Regions from separate parts of the Oryctolagus cuniculus genome. Here region 1 is linked to region 2. The links are chromatin contacts, called in public Micro-C maps. All regions are on one chromosome and are shown on one strand. Each heading gives the region's core, a stretch centred on a gene start, on an enhancer-like site or on the middle of the called end of the contact. The rest is flanking DNA. Distances are from core to core; before and after follow the strand shown. Region 1 holds the start of HPS5 (HPS5 biogenesis of lysosomal organelles complex 2 subunit 2). Region 2 holds the start of SPTY2D1 (SPT2 chromatin protein domain containing 1).

Region 1 (5,558 bases), core at 2,693-5,192, 280 kb after region 2:
CTTCGGTATGGCCCAGCCTTCACCATTGTGGCCATTTGGGAGTGAACGAGCAGATAGAAGATTTCCCCTCCACCCACTAATTATGCATTTCAAACAAATAAATCTTTAAAAGAAAACATGAATTAAAATCTGACAGAGCAAGTCCCCCTTTAACTAGGCTTACAGGCACAGATGAAGAGTGTTAGCTTTGGAAAAGGACAGAAAAACTTTTCTGAGTTGGGAAGATAAGGAAGATGAGTCAGAGACACATCTAGTGGAGAATATATTCGATCAACTGAACTGATCTTGAGCAAGCCACTTTAAACCAATTAGGAAAAACCACCTCTTACACATAATATGAAAAATCATTCATATTACATTTCACTTGGGGGAACTTTAAAAAATAATTTAGAGATAAGTTATGGGACACTAGGCACAACTGGTCAATTGTCTCACAGCTAATTTGTTTGGCAAGTTTCCCTGGTCATCTGTAGCACCTCTTGTTAGTTGTACAAGGACCAATTTCAGGAGATGTAATAAAACCACGGGGGCTACCCTACAATGGTTTCTCTGATTTCCAAATTTTTCATGAAGTTAGGAGATTCTTTGGTGGCAAACAATTCTTCCCAATAGAACTCTGAAAAAGCCACAAAATAATTTATGAAAAATATTATTGGTGCAGGCTATATTTAAACAAATCAGGTGGCTAAAGATCTAGACTGACTTAAAAGATTATTCACTTTATGAAATAATCTGTCACAAGACTTCTTTAAATAGCAAAATCCTTCGGCAAAGGCATTAAGAAACTTAGTTACTATCTCACTCATTTGTGGAGTCCAAAAACACAGCCATCTTTCTGAAAAGTATAATGGTGGTTACCACAGGCAGGGGAGGGGGAGAGGAAGGAGGGCTGTGGAGAGGTTATTAATAGTGTTAAGTTACTGATAGATAGGAACAGGAAGTTTTGTAGTTCTTCTGCACAGTAGGATGACTACAGATAATGTTAATGTACTGTATTTCTCTTAAAAACTCTAGAAGACAGCACTTTGAATGTTTTCATCATAAATAAATGTTTGAGGAGATACATATTGAAACACCATACAGTGCCCATAAATATGTACAATTTGCATATGTCTTAAAAAATTTTCCTGAAGATAAGCATCTATGCCTTGTTCTTTGGCCTCCGTATATTCATTTGGCCCTCTTCCCACCAATTAGCTCATTTTTTCACTTTAAGCGTTAACGTTACTAGCTAAGATTTCCTAGCATCCTTGCCACACTTGCCACAATTCACTTTTGAAGTCATGATTTTGATGTACATCTCCCCTGACAGACTGCCAGCTTCCTAAAGGAAGGCAGAGGCCAGACGCACTATTTTGTGTTCACTGCAATACAACGCCCAGCAGCACAGTTAGGCCCACAGGAAGAACCCAATAAACCACTGAGACACTGAAGATCTTTGCTATTAAAAAGACAAAAGAAACATTTGCACATACATCTTGGGTTAAACTCCAGAAAGTGCTACAGCTCTCAACTCACAGATGGGACTACTACTTCTCACACATTCTAGTGACAGGAATAAGAAACAAGTGAGCAGAAACCTTTAAATTATTGCATCTGCATTTCCATTACCTATACCCCTAGATAAAGATAAATGGAGAAAAAAAAAAAAAACACAAGTGAAACATACACTCCTTGGCACTCTTTCTTAAGCTGCTGGAACTATCAGCACAAAAAAATGGAGATTGGGAATGCTGCTTGCCCTTAGGCAACAAAGTGTTTAGCAACTCAACATTACTGGGAATAACACCTTAAAAATATGTAAAGAGTGACCTAAACATACTGGTTTAAGGACACTTTCCCAGTCGTTTTTCATTTCACGGCAGTGCAGGGAGAGGCCGGCGGGAAATGCGGCACAGATGCATAACAGAGGGCAACCGGCTCACATTCACTAATAAATACTGCAGGCTGACACGAGTCCATGTCCAAAATCAAGAGAAGAGTCATCAGTCGGCAATCCAAGTGAGAGAAGGACTATAAAATCAATGCCTGACCCCCACACACTGACGGCAAGAGAGAGATAAAGTAAGGAGGACACAAAGACAGCTCTAACAGCAGGATCCCTGAGGTAGAAATGGTGGCCAAAATGCTAGGGAAGCTCACAGCACACCAGACAACACTCTGCTGATAGGTGGAAAAAAAAAAAAAAGAACACAGAGAAGCAGGCTATTAAGATGCACCGATATGTCAGCAGCGAGAAGCTCTGAGCCTGGAGGGCAGGACACATCAGAAGCATTCACAAACGCCTGGAGCTAATCATTTGCTTCACCTTTAACAAATCCTTCCTCTGGACAGCACCAATCCCCCTAGTATTTATAAAGAGCCCTTTCTCCATTGGCTTGGGTTACTTTTATACATTTGTACTGCAATGTGTATTTAGCTATCACCTATAAAGGTGAGCCCCACTAAAGCTCAGCTGAGTGAGGTTAGCTGATCGTTTCTTTCTTTCTGAATGTGGAATTCTGGTCTGCTAATAGTACAAAGTTCTTTCTAGAGTCCCAGGAAGCCTCAACTGCTCTATTTTAAGTAAAAATTGGAAGCTGGCAACATCAGCTTAATTACCAAAGTCCAGATCAGTGGCTTTCAAATTGTACTCCCAGAAGATGCTTCAGGGGCAGAGGCCAGGCTCAGGGCACGGGGTCTGGTCCTGCTAAACTCAGTTCCGCCACAGCATGCGGTTTCCTAGGCTGGGGTCCGGGGCTTCGTGGGAGGAAATGGTTCTCCTAAAAAAGGTCTGGAACTCACCTGCCTGGATAGTCAGAACATCGATCTCTATGGAGCCAGTACTTACTGCAAGGTATATTTCAAACTACTCAATTTTCCAGTTTTTAAAACTGGATCTTCCAGTGCGTAAAAATGTTATCTTTCCGCCACCTCCATTTTATAGATGTTAAAATGGTCGTTTAAGAGCCAATCAATACAGTATCTTACTCCACTCAGCCTCTGAGAACACTGGGAAATTTATAAAAATAATTATGTATTTCCACATACAGATGGTCTACTTTTTACCACAACTTGACAACCAAATTGTGCATAACCAAAACTGGGTGTGTGGGTTGGCACAAGTGTTAAGGCTTTTAACAGAGGAAGGACTGACAGGTTTAGAAGCGAGGAATGCGCAGACCCCAAGGTGAGAGCTGCTCTTAACAGACATCGGCTCTAAGCACGTTCCCTAACCCCTGCCCAGGAGAGGCCTCACTTCCTTATTTCTCACCAGGCAAGCCCGATCCTGGCTGTGGAGAAACCTCTGAGTCCCTGCTCTCAGTGGAACGGCAGGCTTGCCTTAGACAAGTAGCTTAGCGGTCGCCTCCTCCCCGCTCTGGGATAATAAAGGGCAAACGAGACCGTAGGCTTGGGCACCGTGGCTACCGCGACAGCAACGCTGGGGTAAGGGACAGGATCCACGCCGTCCGGCGGCCCCGGGGCCTGTCAGCTCCTCACCGCCCACCACCGCCTACCGCTTGCCCACCCCCATTCTTCGGTCTTAACTTACCAGGTGGAAGCCACAACCCTGAGCAGGGAGTAAGTAGCTGTGTTGGGTCAGGTCGAGTTCCGCTGCGCTTCTTAGAGCTGCTGCTGGGAAGAGGCGGAAACCCAGTGGCCGCAGCCGTCGCCACCGCCTCTGTTACTGGGGGGTCTCGCCTCCATCGCTGGCTGCGAGGGTTCTGAGGGCACGTGACCGGAAGTTCGAAGGCGGGCTTGCAGGACACGTGACCACAGAGCGCGGCCGCCATGACACCTTCCGCTAATTCCCTCCCTCCCCCACCGGTTCCCGACTGTTTTGTTTCCTCTCTCCGGTCTTGAGCACTTAAGGATACTGGCATCCTGGCGGGCCACCCATTTGGTCTAGAGCTCCTCCGGTGCGGTCCAGCGCCGTGTCTTCAACCCGCGGCGGCTCGCCGACTGCAGGCCGTAGGGAGCGTCATTGCGACGGCGGCTCGAGGGGGTGGGGCCACGCGCAAGGGGACGTAACCTGTCACGTGACAAGGAAGTGCCGTTAATGGCGTTGTCCCCGCGTCCCCGGCGCTCTTGGATGACGTAAGCAAGGGAAGGGCCGGGTAGGAGGGAATTGAAGTTCAGGTTTCGCTCTTAACTCCGAGTGGCCCGGTGCTGACCGAGAGAGAGTGCCTGACCTGAGAATTGGGAACTGCAGACCTGGATGTGGTGGAGCTGGGCTGAGACTTCTGGGCTGCTGATCTGTGAGCCTGGTTTGAAAACTTGGTTGCTGGGGCTCCTCTCTTCAAGAAATCTGAGTGCAGTATTTAAAGTTACTGCTGTTTAAAAGGTAGTAGTTCCCCCTAGGCGAAGAGCTGCTTGTGGTCAATGACTGTTTTGTTCATCCTGTGTCTCCAGCGATGCATGCAGGGCCTGGAACATAGTAGACATTCAGAATGGTGTGTGAATGAATGCATTATTGATTAAGTCGCTTTTTCTCTGTTGAGTCCCACAGTTCTCTGATCCTTACTTGTTGGATAGAAAGATCCCAATATAGAAATGGAAAAGACTGTTACTTTCCTATTGCAACATTTCTTTAATTTTTTTCTTTTTTTTTTTTTTTTTTTTTTTTTGCTTCTCCTTCCTTCTACAAACGCTTTTGTGGGAGCAGCAAACACTGTTTACTACTCTTAGGTTATAATCAAGTGAATCGGGGAATGGAAAGATCTTGATTCAGGAGCCATGGGTTCTAGTCTCAGCTCCTTCTCTTGAGAGCGCTGTGACCCTTGGGCGGGCCAACCTCTCCGAGAAGTTTCACTGACTTTGGTAATACGCATTTGTTGCTTCCTTCTGTGTACTTAGCATTTTGCTGAGCTGGAGCTGTGACAGACTTTGTAGAGGTAACATCGAAAGTCAGCTTTGCAGAAATAGGGTTTTTGTTAGGTGGAGAAAGGCTCAAAAGGAAGCAAATACTAAATCACAGTCACAATCAGCTTACATTATGAAAGAGAAAGAAAAGTTTGTACAGGGGCTGCTGTGACACAGCGGGTTAAGCCATGGCATGGAGCCCTGGCATCCCATCTGAGTCCCTGCTGCTCTGATGCTAATGCACCTGGGGAGGCTGCTGATGATTTCCAGAGTACTTGGGCTCTTGCCACACATGTGGGAGACCCAGACGGAGTTCCTGGCTCCTGGCTCTTGAGGCCATTTGGGGAGTAAACCAGATGATGGAAGATTTCTCTTTCTTCTCCCTCTGATGCTCTGCCTTACAAATAGATAATTTTTTTTGGAAAAAAGAGAAATAGTACAATATAGTTGGATAATGGGAGAATAAGATGCTCTATGAGGCTGGAAAAAAAGTAGGGATCAGATTATGTGTAAGAAGGGGAGCTATTGGATGTTTGTACAGAGCTTGTTTTTTAAAGTACATTTAAAACTTTATTGTGGAAAATTTCAAACTCTGAGTTAGACATAATAATATAATGAACTATCCCATATACCAGTTAAAACAATGTATTGTTTGTTCTGAGGTTTTAATTTCTAGGTATTTTTTATATCCCATTCTATTGTTTGTACCGAGCACT
Region 2 (5,784 bases), core at 3,117-5,616:
AACTCATTAATTTGGTCAAAAATTGTTTCTCTTTGGCCGGCGCCATGGCTTAACAGGCTAATCCTCCGCCTAGCGGTGCCAGCACACCAGGTTCTAGTCCCGGTTGGGGCGCCGGATTCTGTCCCGGTTGCCCCTCTTCCAGGCCAGCTCTCTGCTGTGGCCTGGGAGTGCAGTGGAGGATGGCCCAAGTGCTTGGGCCCTGCACCCCATGGGAGACCAGGAGAAGCACCTGGCTCCTGCCTTCGGATCAGCGCGGTACGCTGGCCGCAGTGCGCTGGCCGTGACGGCCATTGGAGGGTGAACCAACGGCAAAAAGGAGGACCTTTCTCTCTGTCTCTCTCTCTCTCTGTCCACTCTGCCTGTCAAAAAAAAAAAATTGTTTCTTTTTAAGATTTATTTATTTGAAAGGCAGAGTTACAGTGAGGCAGAAGCAGAGAGAGAGAGAGGGAGAGAGGTCTTCCATCTGATGGTTCACTCTCCAAACAGCTACAATGGCCAGAGCTGAGCTGATCCAAAGCCAAGCGCCAGAAGCTTCTTCCAGGTCTCCTGCATGTGTGCAGGGGCTCAAACACTTAGGCCATCTTCTACTGCTTTTCCAGGCCATAGCAGAGAGCTGGATTGGAAGTGAAGCAGCTGGAACTCGAACTGGTGCCCACATGGGATGCCAGCACTAGAGGTGGTGGCTTTACCCACTATGCCACAGCACCGGTCCCCCCAAAAATTGTTTACTGCAGCTTTTATATGTTTGAGCAAGAAACTGGGCTGTGCGTAGGAACAGTGACAGGTAAAATAGGCTTGTCCCTGTTCCAGCAAATCTTACCATCTAGCATGAGAGAGACCCATCAGAAAAAAAGAAATAGGCATAAATATTTGATTATAGACTGAAAGTTTCACTGAGTAAAGGGGCTGTAAGAATTTATAAAACAGGGAGAGTTTCCTTGAGAAGTGACATTTCATGTTAACTGAGCACTTACCACATGACGGTTTATTAGTTTGTTGGGTCTATAGTAACCAAACACCCTACACTGGGTGACCTACACAACAGAAACTGGTTTTCTCACCATTACGGAGGCTAGAAAATCAAGATCAAGGTGTTGGCATCTGAAGATCCCTCTCCTTCACTCGTAAACAGCTGTGTCCTGTGTCCTCACATGGTGTATTAGGCAGGAAAACAAATACTCGAGAGGAGCTATTTATCAAGGAAGGCTTATTTATTTTGGCTCATGGTTCTGGAAGTTTGCGGTCCTGATGAGCCACGTCGGTCTAGTGTGTAATGAGGGTGGCGGGTGGCAGAGGGAGTGCAGAGGAAGGATCACATGATGAGCTTGCTCCAAAAGTCACCACGATTGGATTAAAGGGCCCCACCCTAGAGCCGGCGCCGTGGCTCAACAGGCTAATCCTCCACCTTGCGGCGCCGGCACACCGGGTTCTAGTCCCGGTTGGGGCGCCGGATTCTGTCCCGGTTGCCCCTCTTCCAGGCCAGCTCTCTGCTATGGCCAGGGAGTGCAGTGGAGGATGGCCCAGGTGCTTGGGCCCTGCACCCCATGGGAGACCAGGAAAAGCACCTGGATCCTGGCTCCTGCCATCGGATCAGCGCGGTGCGCCGGCTGCAGTGGCGGCCATTGGAGGGTGAACCAACGGCAAAGGAAGACCTTTCTCTCTCTGTCTCTCTCTCACTGTCCACTCTGCCTGTCAAAAATAAAAAAAAAATAAAAAAAAAAAGGGCCCCACCCTAGTCATCTAATGCAATCCAATCATTTCCCAAGATTCCATTTTCAGATCCCATAACTGGATTAAGTTCCACCTTTTTTTTTTCTTTTAAGACTTATTTGGGGAGGGTTGCAGGTGGGAGGGACGTTATGGGGGGGAAGCCATTGTAATCCATAAGCTGTACTTTGGAAATGTATATTCATTAAATAAAAGTTAAAAAAAATATAAAAAAAGAATTATTCCATTTTTTGTCTGCACAAATAAAAATTGTACTACCTGGAAAAAAAAAGACTTATTTATTTATTTGAAAGTCTGAGTTACACACAGAGAGGAGAAGCAGAGAGAGAGAGGTTTTCCATTCTCTGGTTCACTGCCCAATTGGCTGCAATGGCCCATCTGAAGCCAGAAGCCAGGAGCTTCTTCTGGGTCACTCACATGGGTGCAGGGGTCCAAGCACTTGGGCCATCTTCCACTGCATTCCCAGGTCATAGCAGAGAGCTGGATCAGAAGTGAAGCAGCCAGGACTCAAACTGGCACCCATATGGGATGCCGGCACTGCAGGGGGCAGCTTTACCCGGGACGCCACAGTGCCGGCCGAGTTCCATCTTTAATTCATTGATGTAAGATTGCGGGGATCAAGATTTTTTAACATGCCTTTGGGGGACACCCAAACTATTACCCAATCTTCCCTCTATGACATACATTATCTCTATATTCTCTTCTTACAAGAGCACCCAGGATACTGAATTAGGCCCACCCTAATGACTTCATTTAAACTTCATTATTTCTTTCAAGAACCTATCTTACACTCTGAGGTACTGGGGATTAGGACATCAGGCTATGAATTATGAACACAACTACGCCTATAACAGTAAGGTACTGATCTTCCTTGCACACATTATTTTACAGCAAGTCTATCGTTGCTAGTTTACATTCATAGGTGATAAGACAGGTACAGACATCAAGTGTTTGCTGAAGGTAATAGAATACCCAGCAGTCCATAGAGCTGGAGCTTGAACCCTGATAATCACCAACCCATCAAAGACTTACGGAGTACTGGAAAATGACCTGTAGCTGGCTCAGCGGATGGATTAGAGGGGTGCATACCAGGCAGAGGGGAATATATGGGAAGTTCCTGGACGGGAAGAGAGCTGGGTATACTCCAGGATACAAAGAGCTGAGCTGGCCAGCGCCGCAGCTCACTAGGTTAATCCTCTGCCTAGCGGCGCCGGCACACCGGGTTCCAGTCCTGGTCAGGGCGCCGGATTCTGTCCCGGTTGCCCCTCTTCCAGGCCAGCTCTCTGCTGTGGCCAGGGAGTGCAGTGGAGGATGGCCCAAGTCCTTGGGCCCTGCACCCCATGGGAGACTAGGATAAGCACCTGGCTCCTGCCTTCGGATCAGCGGCGGCCATTGGAGGGTGAACCAACAGCAAAGGAAGACCTTTCTCTCTGTCTCTCTCTCTCACTGTCCACTCTGCCTGTCAAAAAAAAAAAAAAAAAAAAAAAAAACAAAAAAAACAAAAAAAACAAAAAAAACGGTGGGAGTTAGGTTTTTGGTCTCTACCATAAGAACAATGGGAACTTGTTGAAGGGACATTCTGAAAGGAGCCAAAGCGGGAATGGTAAAAAGGTGTTGAGCACAAAGGGGCCCTTCTGGTAACGTGGAACACTTGCCTTAGCTAGCTGTGAAACTGGCCTGAGCTGGAAAGCAAACATTATAGTGAAAAAGACAAAGAAATTCATTGATTCACAGGGAGAAAAGCAGGCTGTGGCCCAAGCCAAGCAAAAGTCCACACGGCTGGAGTTGTCTGTGGCCAATGAAGCTCCCCCCGCCCCAGATCCTAAGATAAAACTTGTTCTCTGTCCTGTAAGTCACAGACAAATTGGAGGAATGGGAGAGAAGATGGCAGGATTAGCTCACCACACAAGGCATGTTGTTCTTAACAGATCTTGGACGGATTTTCCAAAGGGCATAAACCCCAGATCAACCCCAGGCCCGTTTCTAAGCTCAGCCCAGGTTTGTCTGATTCACTGAATCGAAACCTTACAGACCCAAGACAACTCTCAAATGAAAGCCAGAAGTAGGCTCGAAATGAATATGGGCCAGTATGTTCACCTATGTCGTCTGGGTCTCTACCTAAGCTGTTCCTTCCCTCTTCCCGGGCAAAAGTCATCTGCCCTACGTGGAGTCTGTCATCTAAATGGGCAAAAACAGTAAGGGCCAGTCTCTACATCCGGCATCGTGCATCTGTGGAGGAGGTGAGCGCACAGCAAGCGCCCGGACCAGCGTATCCCAGACGCCAGGTCTGTTGGTTCGTCTCTACGCAGCGTCCCGAGCGCCTAGAAACCGGTAACTGAAATCTCCGGCTCGAGACCCCTCCGTTCCGGATTTGAGCACCCACCTGCGACACCCACAGAACCTAGGTCTGGCAGGTGCCGCTCCGCACCCCACCCCGTTCCTCGCTTCCCCTACCCAGTGCTCACAAGGAGAACCCAGACCAACAGGCCGAGCGCCCAGGCAGCCGGAGAAACAGCTGTTCCCTTTAGCCACACCCCGCAGTTTGCTGGGCTGCGTCTCTTTGGTTGACGAAGGGCTTAGTCCCGCCCTTTGAGCTGACGCCAGCAGCCACGTATCACGTTTCTACGTGTCTTGGACCTAAAAGCGGAAGTTACGCAAGGACTCGCGAGCGCCGCGGCGGCCCAGAAAGAATATAGGCCGCTGCGGGGGTAGGGGGCGGGCAGACGGCATTGGAAGGCGCCGGAAGTGGCCGCCCTGAAGAGGGGTGGGAGAGGGGCTTCCGAGGCAGTTCACTTGGCTGTAGCCGGGCGACTCGGTAAGGTGCGTCTGACTCCTTCCCGAGTGCCTGGCTTCGGCCGAACATGGACTTCAGAGAAATTCTGCTGATAGCTTCCAAAGGACAAGGAGTCAACAATGTGCCGGTAAGTGGCAGCTGGGGCGCCGCTGGAGGAGACCCCCGTCCTCAAGTTGGGAGTGTGTGTGGCCCGGAACTTCCAGGCAGCTACCCCCTCTCCTTGTCTTGGGGTTACACTCGGGAATGTGGGGTGAAGCGGGACTGGGACGCGAGGCGGGAGCGTTCCTGTGAGTGGGTTTCGCCGGCTTAGTTTGTTTGCTCTGCAACCCGGGCTTTGCGGCTTGGGTGGAAGCCTGCGAGCGAGCCGTGCCTGGCACTTAGTGGAATGGGGAGCGCTCAGTAGTTTCTGGCTTCGGCGTCAACTTCAGCCCAAAGGTTGAGGACTCGGAAGCGTGGATGTAGTGGAGGTCTAGAGGTTGTAGGGGACTTTGCCTGATAGCCTTTTTGGCTGTTTTTTTTGTTGTTGTTGTTTGTTTTTTTCCCATCTTCGGATGAAGCGTTGATTTCTAGAACTACTTCTCGGATTCGTGGCCCCACCCACTCAGCCAGCGGGGTGCTCGAGTTGTCTTACGTTGCAAAGGGGGAGTTTCATCTTTGATGTTGATAAGAGAAGTTTAGCAGCAGCTTCCAGGAAATCCTTGGCCCAGCACTACACTGAGGTGGCTGTGGCTTCCGTTGACTTGTCCAGATTGCAGTCTTTGTTTGAAATTTGGGTTCCGTTTGCTCAGGAGCTGTTTGCCTCTTCGTTAATACGCGGAGATCGGAGGAAAGACAGAATATAAATGCCTAAGTGCGGGAGTGTGCCTGGTTTACGGGCTTGTAGTTGTTTTGCATAGAGTCATTTCTGGATCCTCAGATGGTCCCCACAGCACAGCTGTAAGCCGATAAATTGCGTTGTGATACCTGCGGTTTGAGCACTGAGGTGAAACTCAGCAGCTCTGTTAAAGTCAATTCAGCTGGAATTTATTGAGCTCTCAGTATGTGCTCTGAATTTCCTCGAGTTTTGTATATTCCAGTAGTAATATTTTTTTCCTCTTCTGCCATTTTCCATCTGGCTGGTCCATTTTTTTTTAATCCCTTTGAAAATACTGATGTGAATATAATTAAACAGCTAGTAAAATGTATGTGTATCTCAGTCATCTCCCAGCCCAGGGACTTAGAATAATCATGCCCTGAGCCATGAGCAATGAGCTTTCCCTGCT

Evidence for each region. Hi-C and Micro-C count contacts between places; a contact is called where the count stands out from the background.
Region 1: a Micro-C map of ear pinna shows a contact between it and region 2, with 3 times the contacts expected there. The contact joins the promoter of HPS5 here to the promoter of SPTY2D1 in region 2. A contact is called at or near these places in 3 of 6 Hi-C or Micro-C datasets (ear pinna, psoas muscle and an unstated tissue).

What each region holds. Positions count from the first base shown.
Region 1 is chr1:48,075,523-48,081,080 of mOryCun1.1, forward strand. HPS5 (HPS5 biogenesis of lysosomal organelles complex 2 subunit 2) reads left to right here and starts at 3,943. Exons shown (of 23, transcript XM_070072629.1): 1 at 3,943-4,077. GTF2H1 (general transcription factor IIH subunit 1) reads right to left here and starts at 3,743. Exons shown (of 14, transcript XM_070072665.1): 1 at 3,533-3,743.
Region 2 is chr1:47,791,534-47,797,317 of mOryCun1.1, forward strand. SPTY2D1 (SPT2 chromatin protein domain containing 1) reads left to right here and starts at 4,367. Exons shown (of 6, transcript XM_002721371.5): 1 at 4,367-4,649. The coding sequence starts at 4,590.